Linked DNA regions of Mus musculus: region 1 is linked to region 2. Evidence: chromatin contacts called from public HiChIP or PLAC-seq data. All regions are on one chromosome and are shown on one strand. Each heading gives the region's core, a stretch centred on a gene start, on an enhancer-like site or on the middle of the called end of the contact. The rest is flanking DNA. Distances are from core to core; before and after follow the strand shown. Region 1 has its middle 19 kb from the start of Clrn3. Region 2 overlaps Fank1 (fibronectin type 3 and ankyrin repeat domains 1).

Region 1 (2,700 bases), core at 59-2,558, 1.7 Mb after region 2:
GTGACCACAGGATTTCATGGTGGCCGTAAACTAGGCAGTTCTACTATGAGAGCACTGCTTCAGCCATGACATTGAGGTGGTGGTAATGTGTTTGTTAGCTTGGTTGGAGTTCAGCTGGGAAACATGTCCAGAGGAGCCTTTCTAGCTCATCACCACCATCATAATATCCATCCCCATCACCCACTCAATGTATTTTGCCAAGTGAATGCTAAAAACGAGTATTTCTACAGAACTCTCCAGAAATATAAAATCCCCATGTAACAACTGATATAAAAGTTTGTAAAATAATAATGTTCACAAAAATGATTTCAGGGGAGTTCTCTATAGTGTTCCTCATGACCCACACTCTTGGGAACTGGACACTGTTAGAGTTAATGTTTATATGATTTTTCACCATTTATTTATTTATTTATTTATTCATTCATTCATTCATTTTACACAGGCTTTCTCCATTAGTTAGTTAATTTATTCATTTTACATGGGAATGTTTAAAAGAATAAACTCAATAAAATTAAAAAGAATAAAAACACCTTTAAGCATCCCAGCATTTCTGCCTCTTTACTCATCTTATTTCTCAAATGAGGAAGCAGATAGAAGCAAACCACAGTTTCGCCTGCCCCTTTGTCTGCAGCAGATCATTTTCAAAGCTGCTGTCAGCCTTGTTTGAGGTCAGAGCTGGCAGCAGAGCCAAAGCTCCCTGTCTCTGGGCCACTATTCATTTACATCTGTGTAGGAAGCCCTTGAGAGCTCCCATGGCTCCCATAGTTCCATTCTGCCTGTCGCCTGTCATATGGACTCCCTGTCCACTGCTCCGTAAGCACGGCATTGACTGTCCTCTTCCTTACTCCTCTCCAGTCTCTGCGTCCTCTGTGCTGTGACTGCTCTGTGAACTCTTGCTTGCAGAGGAACCACTGGACCTGAGTTTCTGACACACAGCATTTGCTCTCTCCGCCATACCAATGGCCACCAGCAGAATAATCTCTAGGTACCACTATGACGGCATCATGAAAAAGTGAATCTAGTTTAAACCCAGGACCTCTTTGTGAAACCAGGGAAGAAAACGTGCAGTTTGCACGCCAATGAAACTGGTTATAGTTCTAATCAAAAGATGAATGTCTACCCATATCAACATTGTAAGAATCTAGCACACTCAGTAACTAAAATGACATGTGCCTGGGTTAGCTGAGTAGAGTCCAAAGTCTAGTCCTGGACATGTAGTTCTGACTTTTACAGCCACTGTATACACACATGGGGCCACTGTCAGCTTCTCTGAGAGCATGACTCATAATTCTGCTCAGCCTCTTGCTCACTGTGGGACAACCCATACCCAGCCAAGCCAGCCTGACTCACAGTGGCTCTACTATAAACGGGGCTGACAAGAAAGCCGTGTGTACCTTTGCTGCCAGGTCTCCCTCCATAGGATCTCCGGTGTGCAGTGTTTAGGTGAGCATACAGTGTGCATCTGGGAAACAGTGAGAGCCATGGGTGTGGCATTGACTGAGGAAGGGGACTCCAGGGACAGCACAGTGATCTACCTGAGACCCATATTAGTCCAAGCAGCTGTGTCTCAAGAGAAGCAGACAGGTGGCCAGTCCACTAGGGGCCAAGGCAGCCAGAGATATGTGTTCTGCTTAACAGGAAAGGATTAACAAGCAGGAGGGAAGTCTTCAAGAGTGACAATGACAATGACTGGCTAGAAAATATGGAGCATGTCTCCTTCCTTTTAATAAACATTTAACATCAGAATGAATCTTGGCAGTGTGGAGCCTGCTATAAATACCTCCTTCCTCCTTTGCTGGGTGTATAGGGTACTCTGTAGGAGAGACCCCCTTCCAGCTCAGATGAGTGAGCATCCAAGTCCACCTAAAGGCTCACTAAGACAAATGGGTATCTTTGCCTGAAGAAGCTGAATGAAGGAGATGTACAAACAGGATAGAACAGAGCATGGCATCCTGGTCTATGTGTAAAAGTTCATCAGGAATGCCACACATCCTCTTGGACAGAAACCAGGAGCTTGGTAGTTGTGTCAATGACTGTTCGCAGCACTAGGTCACATGTGCGTGGAAGAGCCTAAGAGCTGTTTTCAGTTCTGCTGCTAAGCTTAGGTTTTCTGTGTGTTGCCTGTTCCCATACAGAACTGAGGGACCTGTGTAGCCTGCGGAATCCAACAGCGACCATGTTGGTGTCTTTCTCTCCTTCCACACAAACTACAGACTCCCAGTTCCGGGGATGGAGCACGGCCCTTGGCATGAGCTCTCAGGTCCTTCTCACCAGGCCAGGGTGTGACACTATTGCTGCTCTTTCGTCTCTTTGGTGACTCCCGGAAGCCTGGCTCCAAGGATTCCCTGTTTGGTGCCTGTTATCCATGGTTGCCCCTCCTGTTACTCACTCATGTCTTTCTTGTGAGTAAGGAGCTAAGGGAGTGGCAACACCTCGGACTCTGCCACTTCCCACAGTTGGCAGTGAGATGGCAAAGCTACTCATTAATGTAGTTGCGATAGCCAGACATCCAAGTACTGAGAGAGCTGAGACTCCTGAGCGATCACACATTTCTCCAGCTGCATGAGGGGTCAGCTTTCACACATGGCTGATGACCTTGTTTGAGGGCACCTCCCCAAACAGAACCCCAAAGAGTTTCTGGGGTTCTGGTTGCCTGGTAGGGAGAGGATGGGGTTGCTAAGAGACCAGGGAGACCTACTC
Region 2 (2,700 bases), core at 70-2,569:
TTTCCTGAGTGATGGCCTTGCAGTGAGTCTGGAGCTAAGCTAGCATCCTGGAAGTCCCAGCCATCTGTCCTTCTGTCTCTGCTCCCATCCACAGCCCAGGCAGGCCTACCACCCCTGGCTTCTTACATAAAGGTGTAGGGGGTGTGGATTTGGGTCCTTAAGTGAGTGCACTAAGGGCCCTTACCTACCCCTCCGATTTGACTGTTATCAGCATAGTTTTAGTTGGGGATGGCAAAGCTGTAGAGAGAGGTGATAGTTGTTCTTGCTCTTGATGGCAATGCAGTTATCTCATGTGCCCATGGTACCTAATTTAAAGAAATTCTTTGTGCATGCATGTGTATATGTGTGGAGTGTTTGTGTGTATGAGTGTGAGTAGCGCTTGCCACAGAGTGTGTGGTCACAGTGTATGTGTTCGTTAGAGGATGACCTCGGTTATAGTCTTCACCTTCCAACTTGTTGGAAGCAGGCTTTCTCATCTGCCATTAAAACTCCAAGTATAAGCCTGTCCCTTGAGCTTCCTGGGACTCTTCTCCAGTCTCCTCCTCCCATCTTGTCTCAGGAATATGGGCTGTTATTCAAGTTCTAGAAATTTGAACTCTGATCCTTAACATCTGAGCTGCAAGCACTTTACCCCCAGGGGCATCTCCTTATCTCACATGTTAAATGTTTTAATATCTTTGTCGCCCTTATAAAACACTCAGGGTGTTATATGCCCCAACCAGTCCTTAAAACATGCACAGAAACATGCCTAGCTCTTGAACTGAGGCTCAAAATACCATGGGTGATTAGGACGTGGGTCTTCACAGTGTCTTGCCCTCTCTGTATCCTGTTATGTTCCTCCCCACACGGGTAGAAGAAATCCCGGAGTAGAGTCTGAGAAAAATAAAAGTGAAGACAACTGAAGATCCCCAGAATAGTGAGTCTTCTTAGAAGAGAGGTGAATGGACGAGACACTTTGAAGGGATTTCCAGGTATGGTGTGAAACAGAGATCTTGAGAGTTACACTTTAAATCTCAGCCCATGGAAGACGATGAGTTGCTACAGGACACCTTCATAAGAGCTGGCCATCACAGCCCAGGGGAGCATTTAAAGCTTACACATGATCCGGGGGCGAGGGTCCCCTTTACCTCAATTCCCCTTTGACCTGGCTGGGATGGAGAAAAGCGCCCAGGGAGAAGGGAAGGAATCCCTTGTGGTTGGGTGAAAGGTAACACAGAGACTAACCCACCCGGAGGGAAGGGGCTACTCTGCTAGGCCACTATAAACAGGAGCTGGGGTTTGCAGACAGCAGATGTCTCAGAGGTGAGTCACAGATGCGAGCCCAGCCAACCAACCACCATAGCTTCTAGAGAACTGTTTTCATCCATAGTTTTCTTTCATCCTTGTGTCTGAGACAGCAAACAATTTTTTCTTTTAGTTTTGTTTTATGTCTTTTGCCTGCATGTATGTCTGTGCACTATGTGTGTGCCTGCAGGGGTTGGAAGAGGGCATCAGATCCCCTAGAGCTGGAGTTATATATGGTTTTAAGCCACCATGTATGGGTGATGGGAACCAAACTTGGGTCCTCTGCAAAAACAGCTGTGTTTAACCCAAGCTGTCTCTCTAACACCTGAGCTAACTTTTTAAAACCATCCCCAAAAGGTAGGTGATTTTACTTCTGAAATTATATTGTACTGCTAGGGAAGTGTTAGTGATCTCCCCAAAAAAACAGACAGGAGCTGAGCTGATGCAACTCACAGCAGGGTCTTTATTCTATTTGAGCTAGCTGCCCCCCCACTCCCACCCCTCAGGACACCACTGTCACATGGGACTGTTTTGGTGGTAGGGGATCCCTGAATGTCTATTGGGGCAAGGCTTTATAGTAAGCAGCAACTGGGGGCTGGGGGGCGAGTGTGCAAGCATCTAACTGGAAAGCTACTGTGCCCTTTAACATAATTGGCTGGTGCTGGGAGTCATATCATAAAATTAATTTCTGTTCCCCTCTACATTGGTGGTGGTTAGGCAGGGGGTGGGCTTGTAACCTGGGGGCGGGGTACAGGTTTGTTGGGGGAATAACCTGGGGGCGCTGGTCTTGTTGGGAATTAGCCCAGAGACTGGAGCTAGGCTCAGGTTTTGTTGGAGGGCATCTAGGAAACTAAGGCTAGGTTTACGTGAGTTCAGACTTAGGTCAGGTCTAAAATGGAGTCTGAACGTAAAAGATTTGTCCTCTCAGTATCAATGCTTTTGTGACTGCTTATTCCAGATTCCTTATTTGTGACTATAACAATCAGAAAGTTCTGAAATTTAAAAGATTGACTAAACTTAATGTTCTTTTAAAAATGAATTTATCAAGATGGGGTTTTATGTAGCCAAGGCTGGCCTTGAACTCATAGAACCATGATGACTTTGAACTTCTGGTCCTTTTACCTCTAGCTCCTGAGTGCTGAGATTCCCAACTGTGTGTGCATCAAACATAGTCATTATTGTATGCATTGTATTGTATGCATTGTATTACAGTGTTATGATAAGAGAATAGCTTTCTAATACTATAATCAGTACTGGAGCAAAATATTGAAACATTGTGGTATAAAGGGGGAAATTTGGCTCAGAAAAGAATGCCACCTCTTGCCTTCTGACTGTGCTTTTGGTTAATGGTTTTAACTCATTATGTGAGTTTTGACTCTTTGTTGAGGGACACTGTCAATTATAATACATAGCTTC

Evidence for each region. HiChIP or PLAC-seq counts read pairs in DNA pulled down with a chosen protein or histone mark.
Region 1: a FOXA1 HiChIP or PLAC-seq map of pancreatic cancer cells shows a contact between it and region 2. The contact joins two enhancer-like sites. A contact is called at or near these places in 1 of 484 Hi-C or Micro-C datasets (the HL-1 cell line) and 1 of 115 datasets of contacts at active chromatin or transcription factors (pancreatic cancer cells).

What each region holds. Positions count from the first base shown.
Region 1 is chr7:135,508,158-135,510,857 of GRCm38.p6, forward strand. No RefSeq gene overlaps it. Among named protein-coding and RNA genes, the nearest start is that of Clrn3, 19 kb to the right of the region's middle. Within about 2 kb of position 1,309, at least 63 of the 459 cell types and tissues checked have an H3K27ac peak or open chromatin away from gene starts, as enhancers often do. A contact at or near this core is called in the HL-1 cell line and pancreatic cancer cells, where this site is marked.
Region 2 is chr7:133,798,827-133,801,526 of GRCm38.p6, forward strand. The region is part of intron 1 of Fank1 (fibronectin type 3 and ankyrin repeat domains 1); the gene reads left to right. Among named protein-coding and RNA genes, the nearest start is that of Fank1, 23 kb to the left of the region's middle. Within about 2 kb of position 1,320, at least 9 of the 459 cell types and tissues checked have an H3K27ac peak or open chromatin away from gene starts, as enhancers often do. A contact at or near this core is called in the HL-1 cell line and pancreatic cancer cells, where this site is marked.